2 separate regions of the Columba livia genome follow, and region 1 is linked to region 2. The links are chromatin contacts, called in public Hi-C maps. All regions are on one chromosome and are shown on one strand. Each heading gives the region's core, a stretch centred on a gene start, on an enhancer-like site or on the middle of the called end of the contact. The rest is flanking DNA. Distances are from core to core; before and after follow the strand shown.

Region 1 (5,302 bases), core at 2,071-4,570, 130 kb before region 2:
CCTCTTTTGCACACTGGTTTGGTTTTCTCCTGATTAAATGCCCTGAACAGGCCAGCTGAGCATCCTTGTGGCAGTTGCTTCTGGCAAGGGCAGGAGTGGGGATGCCAGGAATGAGGTCGACCACAAAGCACCGCAGGAGCTGCACCAGGATTGAACTACTAACATGGCTTTCTAGGAAGGTGGTAGTGAAGTTGGAATAACACAAATTTCAACATATTTAAACAAGCACTGGCCGGTGCCTTTGTGTTAGTCTTGTATGTGAAGAGCTGAATAAGGGGCAGCTGCTGTGGTCTTTGAGCTGTCACAAATTAGCAGGTTTCTGTTAAACTGTAACTTGGGCTGTAGCAAGGGGAGACTCTTGACCACGTCCTTTTTGACATGGACCTGCTGCAGTTCCAGTAGAGAGCCGGCCTGTATTGTAAAGCTGTGCCTGTCTTCTGCTCCTCATAATCATAGACTCAGAGAATCATTTAGGTTGGAAAAGACCTTTTAAGATCATAGAGTCCAACCGTTAACCTCACACTGCCAAGTCCGCCACTAAACTATGTCCCTAAGTGCCACATCTACACATCTTTTAGACATCTGCAGGGATGGTGACAACCACTTCCCTGGGCAGCCTGTTCCAATGCCCGACAACCCTTTCCAGGAAGAAATTTTCCCTAATTTGCAATCTAAACCTCCCCTGGCACAACTTGAGTCCATTTCCTCTCATCCTATCATTTGTCACTTGGGAGAAGATACCAACACCCTCCATGCTACCACCTCCTTTCAGGTAGGTGTAGGGAGTGAGAATGTCTCCCCTCAGCCCCCTTTTCTGCAGGATAAACAGCCCCAGTTCCCACAGATGCTTCTCATATCACACAACTGTTGAGCAGGTCAGGTACCTGGATCTATAGCCACATTTTTAAAAGTATATTTTAAAAAATACAGCCGAAGAGTGAAATGTCTTAAATAAATCACAAACAGCAGAGAGGCACACGTGAACACACACAAAACACACCGAAGGCTGCAGACTGCCTGCCGGACCCGTGCTGGAAATGCTGCTGTGTCCCAGTGGTGCTGGAGGTTGCTGACCCTCAGCAGAGTGGGTGAGAAGGTCTTGGCCATGCTAGCACATGAGCCAGCATTGTCAGTCTGTCCTTGCACCTGACAATAGCTCCGTGTGTTCACCCAGGAGAAGGAGACCTGAGGTTTACCTCCCTGTTTTCCCCTGGATCTGAAAACTCTGCACATGCTCACAGCCGCTTGTTCCCAGGAATGAAAACATTTCAGGAGGTGTCTCCTGGCCAAGCGTCTACAGGGACATCAGCTCCACACCTCTTACATGCCCATGCTGGTGTCACCCCACTTAGAAAGCTCTGGGCTGAAGGAGCTCAGAAGGCAGCAAGACACTGAGGCGTTAGATACTGCAAAATTGGCTTTGAGCGTCCAACCCTCCAGCCATGGCTCTGAAATACTTCTATCCTTCTTCCTCCCTTGAGATGAGCCTGAATGCAAGGTGAACTGCAATCTCGTTTGCACAAGGGCTCTGCAGAGGATGTTGGGACACTTTTTAGCACCCCAATTAAAAAGTCCCGTGGGTTATTCAACACAGGATATTAGGCATAAGAGAGAGAGCAGTTCACATGATTTGAAGATCAGCTCAGCCCTGGATACCCACGACAATGTTAGTCAAAGCCAAATTAAAAATTGGTCTCTTTAGTCCCTTGTTGACTTTCCAGCATACTTACCCTCAGTTTAAGAGTGCCACTGATATAACTAAGGTGTTGAATCTTAGAAGGAAAACATTGTCTTGTTGAATGACAGGCATTTCTGAAGGAACTGTTCTAACTGAACTCAATGGTAATTTTGCCATTGATTGAATCATCCGATTCATTCATGTAATGATTTTCCACTCCCTTCCTAGTCTCTCCATTCAAAACAAATGCTTTGTGCATAGCTTAGGAAGTATGAACAATTAGCAGTTGATAAATGGCAGCCTGATGGACCGTAACAGCTGACAGTCATCACCAGAACCAGAATATCTCAGGTGAACCAGACCCACCATCCTTGCTATTCTTTCAGCACTGACGTTGGCTTGCACATCCAGCAGATGCCAGCAGAGATCTGAGCCGCCAGCACAGCCTTTCTGCTAATGATCCTAAGAAAAGCCTTCTTCTATTAATGAGATCAGCCACTCTGCCCTCAGGACTGCTGCATCCCAAATAAAAACATTCGGAGTAAAGGTGCAAACCCTAAGTGGACCTCTCTGAAACCTAGATTAGAAGATGGATTCAGTAGTCATTGTTAAACTCGACACATGCTGTTCTTTGGAAGGGTTGTTGTAGAGGCTGATATTAATAATTTGGAAAGCACATCAGAAAAGTGTCATTTTGTGCGACAATGGCTAATGCCTGTGCTGCACGCTCTGCAGAGCTGTAAACCTGCAGTCCAGATGCCTGGTGAGAGCAATCCTGATGCTGGCAGGGTGCTTAGTTCAGTGTCAGAGCTGCCTCTTCCCTCTAGCTGCATTTGTATTTTTGTATGGTGACTTTGACTATTAGTAAATGGGTGAGTCTTTAGATCTGCTTGCAAAGCATTACAGAGGCACAAGGTAGTAACTGAGCACCAGAAGAATAAAATGATCCCAAATCCTGCAGGAGGAGTAACCCGCAATGGGATCCAGGCTTGGGTGACCCCATGTTTTGCTGTCATAAGCTGTGAGCTTCCCAGGACCAGTGGGATGAGTCCCAGGGGCTTCGGTGGGGCTGGATGTTGCGAGGATGAGGCACTATCCATACCATGGCCAGCCCTCTTGCTGCTCCCGATTTGCAAAGGAGCAAAGGGGTTGCTACTGTCGTGCTGCTGGCATCACACTGCTCGAGTCTTTAAGCATCTACATTCACCCCAACTGAAGTGCTTGGGGTACAGCTTTGCTTTTCTAGGTATTTTTTCCTAGGAAATTACCACTGTGAGAAGCAGGAGGAAAAGTGGCATGGAGAGACAGACTGTAAATCCTTCTCGGTGGTGTAAAATGTATGAGTCACTGGGGAAATCAAAGTGAAAGCAGCACAAACCCCAGGGCACGGCACCAGGGCCTGCATTAGTCTGGCTGGAGAGTGATGGATGATCTGCTCAGCCAAGAAGACCCCAGGGGGTTGTGACTGAAGCCAGGGGAGACTTAGCAAGTGGGACTCAAAGGTGAAGGGAATACCGGCACAGATCCAGCACCGATTCACTCACAAGGACCCCTCCTCAACCAGAAGAAAGGCAGGTGGTGACACCCTCCAGCATTTTTTGCCCAGGGAGGTGGTAGCACTGTGCCAAGCGGGCCCCAGGCCAGGCTGGTGTGCCTGCACAGCCCTGCCCTGCTCCTGTCCCCATCACTGCAGACATCGCCACTCTGTGCTCAGCTTCACACACCGGTTCCTGCTCAGGGGTGGGGTTTTGGCTGAGCCTTAAACCCAGGCTCTTCTAGCACAAGCTGTAACAGCCAGGACTGAAGAACAATCCGTGTGTTTTCTGCAGGGATCATTGTGCTCCTCTTCCCACCCCAGCCAGAAGGGTTGTGCTGGTACTTGGAGCAATCGAGCCCTGAAGCCTTGCTGGGGCTGTTTGTCCTGGGTGATGCAGCACACCGACGTGCCCACAGGCTTCTGGGGTGGTCGGGAAAGATGAGCTGGCTCCAGCAATGAATCAGCAGAGGAAGAAAACTCTGAGAGGAACCCTTTGTTATTTGTGCTATTTCTTGTCTCGCTGGCACTGAGCTCCTCCAGGTTCAGCTTGTTTCAAAAAGGCAAGCACTGGCAGAAGCCCACGAAACCGATTGGGGAGCAGTTTCCAAATACTTGAGCTCCTTAATTTTATGCATTTATTATCCTTGCCTTTATAAATTATCTTCAACTTTATCTCTTCCATAAATAGTCAGCTCAGAAACTAATAAACAAGGGAACATCCAAAGAGATTCATGAGCTCAAAAACATTGGTTTTTTTTCCCTCACAACCATGTAAATGGAATTTACTCACCCAGTCCAGCACCATACTCTGAACTAATTCAGCATCAGGGAAAAAAAAATGCTCTGAGTAACCAGGTCATTTCTTTCTCCAGTGAAAGCTGATGTGCCGCGGCAATTGTGCTTCTCCCCGACCTGCGCCTGTGGCTGCTGTGCTCAGTCTGGTGCATTTTACAGAACATTTGGTAATATTCTGTCCCTGAGGTCACGTCATGTTTTGAATACAACATCTGAATTGTGGATTCTTTCCAGAAAATATAACTCAAATGGTAGTTGCCCCTTGCTATTAAAATGGAAAGATTTGCTGCAGAAACTAGGTCTTGTCTGAGCGCTTCACACTCTGATCTCACACTTTAAAGGGTCTCAGGCAGAGGTTGGGAGCTGTGCAAAGCACAAAGCTGGGGTGTCCTCACCTTTCCTTTGGCCCAGGGGATGCTCTGCACAGAGCGTGGCAAAGTAAAGCCCTGTGAGCATACACAAGTGCAAATTTGAGCAGATGGAGAAGCTCCTGGTTCCCCACAGCCCAAAGCCTAGGGAGAGTTGTGGGCACAATCCCAGCCAGGCTTTGCCTAATCAGTGTCCTGAAAAGCCAAAGAGATGATGCGCTGGTAAAGAAGTTAATGGAAAAATGGCAGTTCATAGAATCACAGAATCACAGAATAGTTTCGGTTGGAAGGGACCTTCCGAGCTCCCCCAGTGCCACCCCTGCCATGAGCAGGGACATCTTCACCAGCTCAGGTTGCTCAGAGCCCCGTCCAGCCTGGCCTGGGATGTCTCCAGGGATGGTTCATCCACCACCTCTCTGGCCAACCTGGGCCAGTGTTTTGCCACATTCTTCACAGAGCTGCCCCAGGAGACTCCACCTTAACATCAAGTTCATTCAACGTGACAAGAGAGTGCAGGGAAAGCTGGGTTTTAGCAAGGGGAGCCTGCGCAAATCAGGCTCTCAACACAGACCCTGGTGTTGAGACAAGTCCTGGGAGGGAGTGTAGTGAAGTGGGGCACTCCATGACTTCAAAAGCAACAGAGCTAAGTTGACAGGACCTGTGAAAGTTCTCTCTTACAGTTCTCTTACAATTCTCTTTGAGTTCTCTTACACAGACATGCACTAGTGTTGCCTGCACACACAGAGACACAGAGCATCAACCTGCAGCTCAGGCAGTGAAGAAAGCCACAATGAAGCCACATGTCGTGAACTTTGGCTATTTGACAGGGTCAATTATGATGGATAGAATTAAAATTATCTCTCCTCAACCACATTGGGGACAACATAAATATAATAATCAGCGTTTTGACTGTTCTGCAGCCAG
Region 2 (5,959 bases), core at 2,905-5,404:
CATCAGTGTTGGTTGCTTTTTAAGTACCACGTCCTGAAAGCACAGAACCAGGCAATTCCAAAATGCTGAAAATCTAGCAGGTGAGGCAAAAAGCCAACTTGGTTGAGCAGAGGACTTCTTCTTGAACTATGATGAGAGAAGAAAATTTATGGTCAGTGGAAGCAAGGTGAGGTGTCATGGGAGGACTACAGAGATGCTGCTCAGTAATGTAGGGAGGAAATTCATGGGGCCAAAGCTCAATTAGAATTGAAGCTAGCCAGTAGTGTGAGGGACAATAAAAAGGGCTTTTTTAAACGTGCTAATGGCAAAAGGTAAACCAGAAATAACATGAGCCCGTTACTTGATGAGCGTGGTCACCTTATAAACAGGGATGTAGACAAAGCTGAGGTGTTTAATGCTTTCTTCACCTTGGTCTTCAACACCAAAGATGGAGTTGCGGACCCCCACAGCTTTGGCCTAAACAACCATGGCTGCAAGGACAATAAACTCCCAATCAATCTGGAACTTGTATGGGATTTGCTATTCCAGCTAGATCACTACAAGTCGATGGGACCTGATGGGATTCGTCCAAGGGTACTTAAAGAGCTGGCTGATGTGATAGCGAGACCTCTCTCTGTGATTTTTCAATGCTCCTGCGAATCTGGAGAGGTTCCAAATGACTGAAAGCTGGCAAACGTTGTCCCAATCTACAAGAAGGGCAACAGAGGTGACACTGGGAACTACAGGCCTGTCAACCTCACTTCTGTGCCTGGCAAAATTATGGAGAAGATCATTTTGGGAGTTATTGAAAAATACTACAATGACAACACAGTCATTGGTCCCAGCCAGAACGGGTTCGTGAGGGCAAAGTCCTGCTTAACAAACTTAATTTCTTTCTACGAAAATGTTACCCACCTAGTTGACCAAGGGAAGCCTCTCGGTGTGATCTTTTTGGATTTCAGTAGAGCCTTTGGTACTGTCTCTCACAGTATCCTCCTGGACAAGATGGCCAGCATACAGCTGGATAAACACACAATGCAGTGAGTGAGCAATTGGATGATGGGCCAGGCTTAAAGGGTTCTAGTAAATGGTGTGATGTCGGATTGGTAACCAGTCACTAGCAGAGTTTCACAGGGATCCATCTTAGGGCCAGCACTCTTCAATGTCTTCATCAATGACTTGGACACAAGACTTTAGGGAATACTAAGTTAAGTTCACTGATGACACAAAATTGGAGGAGATGTCCACACTCTCGAGGGCAGAGAGGCCATGCAGAGAGATCCAGACAAACTGGAGAACTGGTCAAGCACTGACTGCATGAAGTTTAACAAGAGCAAGTGCTGGATTTTGCACCTGGGACATGGCAAACCTGGTTGTACCTACAGACTGGGGAATGAGATGCTGAAGAGCAGCTCTGCAAAGAGGAATCTAGGGGTTCTGGTTGACAGCAAGCGGAACATGAGCCAACAGTGTGTCCTGGAAGCCAAGACGGCCAACTGTGTCGTGGGTGCATCCAGCACAGCATCGCCAGCTGGACAGGGAGGAGATTGTCTCACTCTGCTCCGCACTGGGACAGCCTCACCTGGAGCACTGTGTGCAGATCTGGGCACCACAGGATAAAGAAGATATTGAGCTGCTAGAGAGTGTCCAGAAGAGGCTACAAAGTTGGTGAAGGGTTTGGAGGGGAAGCCGTATGCTGAGCAGCTAAAGGTCTGTTCAGCTTGGAGGAGGCTGAGGGGAGACCTCATCGTGGTCTACAGCTTCCCCACAAGGGGAGCAGAAGGGGCAGGTGCTGATCTCTTCTCTCTGGTAACCAGTGACAGAACCTGAGGGAATGGCAAGAAGATAGAATCATAGAATAATGGAATCATTAAGGTTGGAAGAGACCTTCAGGATCATTTGGTCCAACCATAACCTAACTCTAGCACTAAACCATGTCCCTAAGAACCTCATCTAAATGCCTTTTAAACACATCCAAGGATAGTGGCGCCACCACTTCCCTGGGCAGTCTGTTCCAATGCCTGACAATCTGTTCCATGAAGAATTTCTTCCTTATATCCAATCAGAACCTCCCCTGGCACAACTTGAGGCCATTTCCTCTTGTCCTATCACTTGTTACTCGGGAAAAGAGACCAATACCCTCCACATCACAGCCTCCTTTCAGGTAGTTGTAGACAGTGATAAGGTCTCCCCTCAGCCTCCTTTTCTCCAGGCTAAACAGTCCAAGCTCCCTCAACCGCTCCCCATTAAACTTGTGCTCCAGGCTCCTCACCAGCCTCATCGCCTCCTCTGAACTGTCTCCAGTACCTCAATATCCTTCTTCTGATGAGGGCCACAAAACTGAACATAGGATTCAAGGTGGGGCCTCACCAGTGCACAGTACAGTGGCACAATCCCTTCTCTAGTCCTGCTGGTCACACTATTCCTGATACAAGCCAGAATGCTGTTGGCCTTTTTGGCCACCTGGGCACACTTCTGGCTCATGTTCAGCTGTCTGGCAATCAACACCCCCAGATCCTTTTCCATCAGGCAGCTTTCCATGTGCCGGGGGAGGTTTGGGTTGGGCATTAGGAAAAGGTTCTTCACCCAGAGGGTGCTGAACACTGGAACAGGCTCCCCAGGGAGGTGTCACAGCCCCAAGCCTGACAGTGTTCAAGAAGAGACTGGACAACGTCCTCAGACACATGGTGTGAACTGTGGGGTTGTCCTGTGCAGGGACAGGAGTGGGACTTCATCATCCGTGTGGGTTGATCCAATTCAGGATATACTATGATTCTAAGATGAGTGCAGCCACTCAATTGCATCCACAAGGGCACTGCAGTAACTCATGTGAGGCACCGATGTGCCAGAGGCAGGGGAGGGTCCTTCACTGACCAGACTGCTGCTTCAAGCAGTACCTTCTCTAGGACTTAAAAGAAAGATAGACCTGTGAGAAAGATGGAGGCAGAGTTTTCATCAGGGCCTGTTGCAATAAGACAAGGGGTGATGGTTTTAAACTAAAGGAGGGAGATTCAGGCTGGATGTGAGGAAAAAAATTTTGACACTGAGGGTGGTGAGAGCCTGGCCCAAGTTGCCCAGAGAGGTGGTGGATGCCCCATCTCTGGAAACATCCCAGGACAGGCTGGACGGGGCTCTGAGCAACCTGAGCTGGTGAAGATGTCCCTGCTTATGGCATGGGCATTGGAACAGATGAGCTTTGAAGGTCCCTTACAACCCCAGCTATTCTATGATTTTACGTCTTCGGCCATTCACTTGTTATGCTTCTTCAGAATTGTAGTGGAATATGTAATTCTCTGGCTCCAGCTAGAGGCCATTCATGGCTATGTTGCCGACCTGAAAGGAGCTCTCTTTATAAGGTATTTCTATGCTGTATTAAGGTGCACGGTGCATGGAGGGGGCCTAAAAAGATCCAACCATCTTGCTGGAGACTCCTGCTCAACACTTGTGGTTTAGGGAAGTTTTCAGGGAACAGTGCAGGTGTTTGGGAACCCAGAGAGAACATCAGTCCAGGCGAAGTATGATTGTTTCTATGATTGTGTGATTTAACTTGAAGCTTGCACTGTGCAGAGTCAGGTGGCCTAGATGGTCCACGTGGGCCCCTTCCAACCACAGGATGTTCTATGATTATGAGATCGCCATGGGCAGGCAGAGGATAACAAACCCAGCGTGAAGCACCACGCAAGGGCCCGTGAAGAACATGAACTCTGGCCCAGCCTTCACCGGGACAGCGGGGCAGCTGTGATGGGGCTGGACGGGCAGGGCCGGCGGACATGCCTGTGACGTGCTCTGGCGCCTGTGACATCACAGGGGACGAGTCCCCACGGGGTGGTTGTCAGGGGCACCAGCAGCAGCGCTGACCCAGTCCGGCCTGGGCCAGCGGTGAGTGCGCAGGCGGGGGGAGGCCGGGCTGGATGGGGCCGGGGCAGAAACGCGGCCCCCGGGGGTGGGTTCTCACCCTGCATGGAGGGCCCGGCCGCTCGCGGGAGCACCTTGGCCAGGGCACGGAGCCGCCGCCGCTGGGGCCGGGGCAGCCCTTGCTGCCTCCCAGCTGCCTCGGCCCCGCTCCTAACCTGCCCCCAGCTCCCTGCAGCCCCCAGCCCCGCTCCCCCCACCACCAGCCCCCTCCCTCTCGCACAGCCCCACTGAGCCCCTTCTCTCCCTTCTCGTGCAGGCCATGGCTCTCTTGGACATTGTCTTCGGGATTTTGCAAATTCTTATCCACAATGTGCAGTTGGTCGGTGAAGAACTGGATGGGGAGACGCGCGAGCGCATGGAGCAGCGTGCGCAGATGCTGAACCGGGAGATGACTCGGCTGTGGCAGGAGGTAGAGCGGATGAACCAGGAGCAGAGGAACCAGGAGCAGAGCGGCTTTGCTTGGGCATCCCTGCTCCTCTCTGCCTTGCAGCACTGGCAGTTCTGGGCCGTTGCTGCGGTCCTGGTCCTGCTCTTTGGGCTCTGCTGGTGGCTCAGGAAACGGAGCCATGAGCCAGAGAGAGAAGAGGAGAGCTCCTGTAACAACGTGGAGGAGGAGAAACATGGAGAAGAGAATAACGACGCAAATGACCCAGGAAGGCATTTTGAGCATCCCAGACAGAGGCGAGTTCGGAAGCGGGACAGAGATCGCGAGGCTGTGAAGAACCTGGTGCAAAAATTCATCGATCTCTTCAACCGTGATGTCTTCAATACTTGGTACCCTGTGCTGGAAAACGCCATCGAGGTGGGCAGCGCCTTCGAAGGTTGGAGTCCCTATGAACATGACATCCCCTTCTGCCTGCTTGTGCCTCTGAAGCCCCCCCGTGGACACATCTTCCACCTGGAGCCACGCCCCTCGTGGCCGGCGAGGAACTTCTGCATCCATGTGGAGCTGGTGTGTACTTGTGAGGTGGAGCAGCCGGCAGGAGAGACACGTTGCTTCCTCCATGGCCCCGAGGAGGAGCAGAGTAGGAAGGAGGGCCCCAACATCCTAGACGACCTCTGCACTGACTCCTGCCTAGATGTGCAGAAAACTGCTGAATGGTTCAAGAAGATGGTGAGACGTTGCTGGAAGGATCTGCCTGAGTCAGCCACACACCGCCTGATGCCGGTGTACTCGGAGCGCTCCTGCAAATTCCGGGTGCTGACACAAGACTGGGAGAAAAGGTTCTTTGTTGAGTTGATGTTTGGGGTGCAGGAAGGCGACTCAGACCTCTTCCTGAGCAACCAGTGTGTAGAGGCTGCCTACACCCCAAGGACCTTGTGGCCAGAGACCTATGCTGTGGCAGAGATGAAGTTCTTCAGGCATATTGTCAGCCAGGCACAGGGTGACACCTGCCACCTCAGATGCCTGAAGCTCTGCGCCCGCCACCTGCTGGACAGAGAGTTTTACACCTATATCATGAAGACGGTTGTGATGCACCTGCTGACCACCATGCCCCTGTCACGCTGGCGCAAGCGTAATTTCCTGGAGCGGATGGAGGACATCGCGGAGCACCTGCAGAGCAGCCTGCTGGAGAGATGCTTCAACCACTTCTTCATCGGCAATGCGAACGTGCCTGAGGAGATCAACTTGCCCCTCGGATTGCGAACGGCTGAACCATTCAACCTCTGCCAGCTCCTGGACTATGAGAATGCACGCATTGATTTTGAGTTTGTGCTAAGTGAGCTTCGGGGACTCTTGATGTACGGACACTGAAGGAGGTCTTCCTGCACAGAGCTGTGTTTGCGCAGGTCACAGCTGCTGGCAGACGACCGTGTCTTCCAGGAAGCAAAAAGACAGGAGAATGCAGGGCACGGAAAGGAAAGGGAACACCCTGCGCAGCAGCCCTCCACCAAGACTGGCAGCGTTCCCCTCTCAATGGTCTCCCCAGCGCAGCAGCCGGTGATGACAAAGAGGATTGTCATCCTGCTTTCCCCTGTCACTGTCAGGGCCATGGTGGCGATTTCACATTGGCCCAGATACTCTTGCTGGGAGCTCTGGCGGGGCAGGGACCAAGCGAGAGGC

The links. Hi-C and Micro-C count contacts between places; a contact is called where the count stands out from the background.
Region 1: a contact with region 2 is called in a Hi-C map of crop, with 4 times the contacts expected there. The contact joins the enhancer-like site here to the promoter of LOC102095959 in region 2. A contact is called at or near these places in 2 of 2 Hi-C or Micro-C datasets (crop and liver).

Annotation. Positions count from the first base shown.
Region 1 is chr5:6,011,224-6,016,525 of bColLiv1.pat.W.v2, reverse strand. No RefSeq gene overlaps it. Among named protein-coding and RNA genes, the nearest start is that of GPR135, 8.5 kb to the left of the region's middle. Within about 2 kb of position 3,320, at least 1 of the 3 cell types and tissues checked has an H3K27ac peak away from gene starts, as active enhancers do.
Region 2 is chr5:5,877,727-5,883,685 of bColLiv1.pat.W.v2, reverse strand. It overlaps LOC102095959 (inositol 1,4,5-trisphosphate receptor-interacting protein-like 1), which reads left to right and starts at 4,154. Exons shown (of 1, transcript XM_005506394.3): 1 at 4,154-5,959. The coding sequence starts at 4,154. The coding sequence ends at 5,650.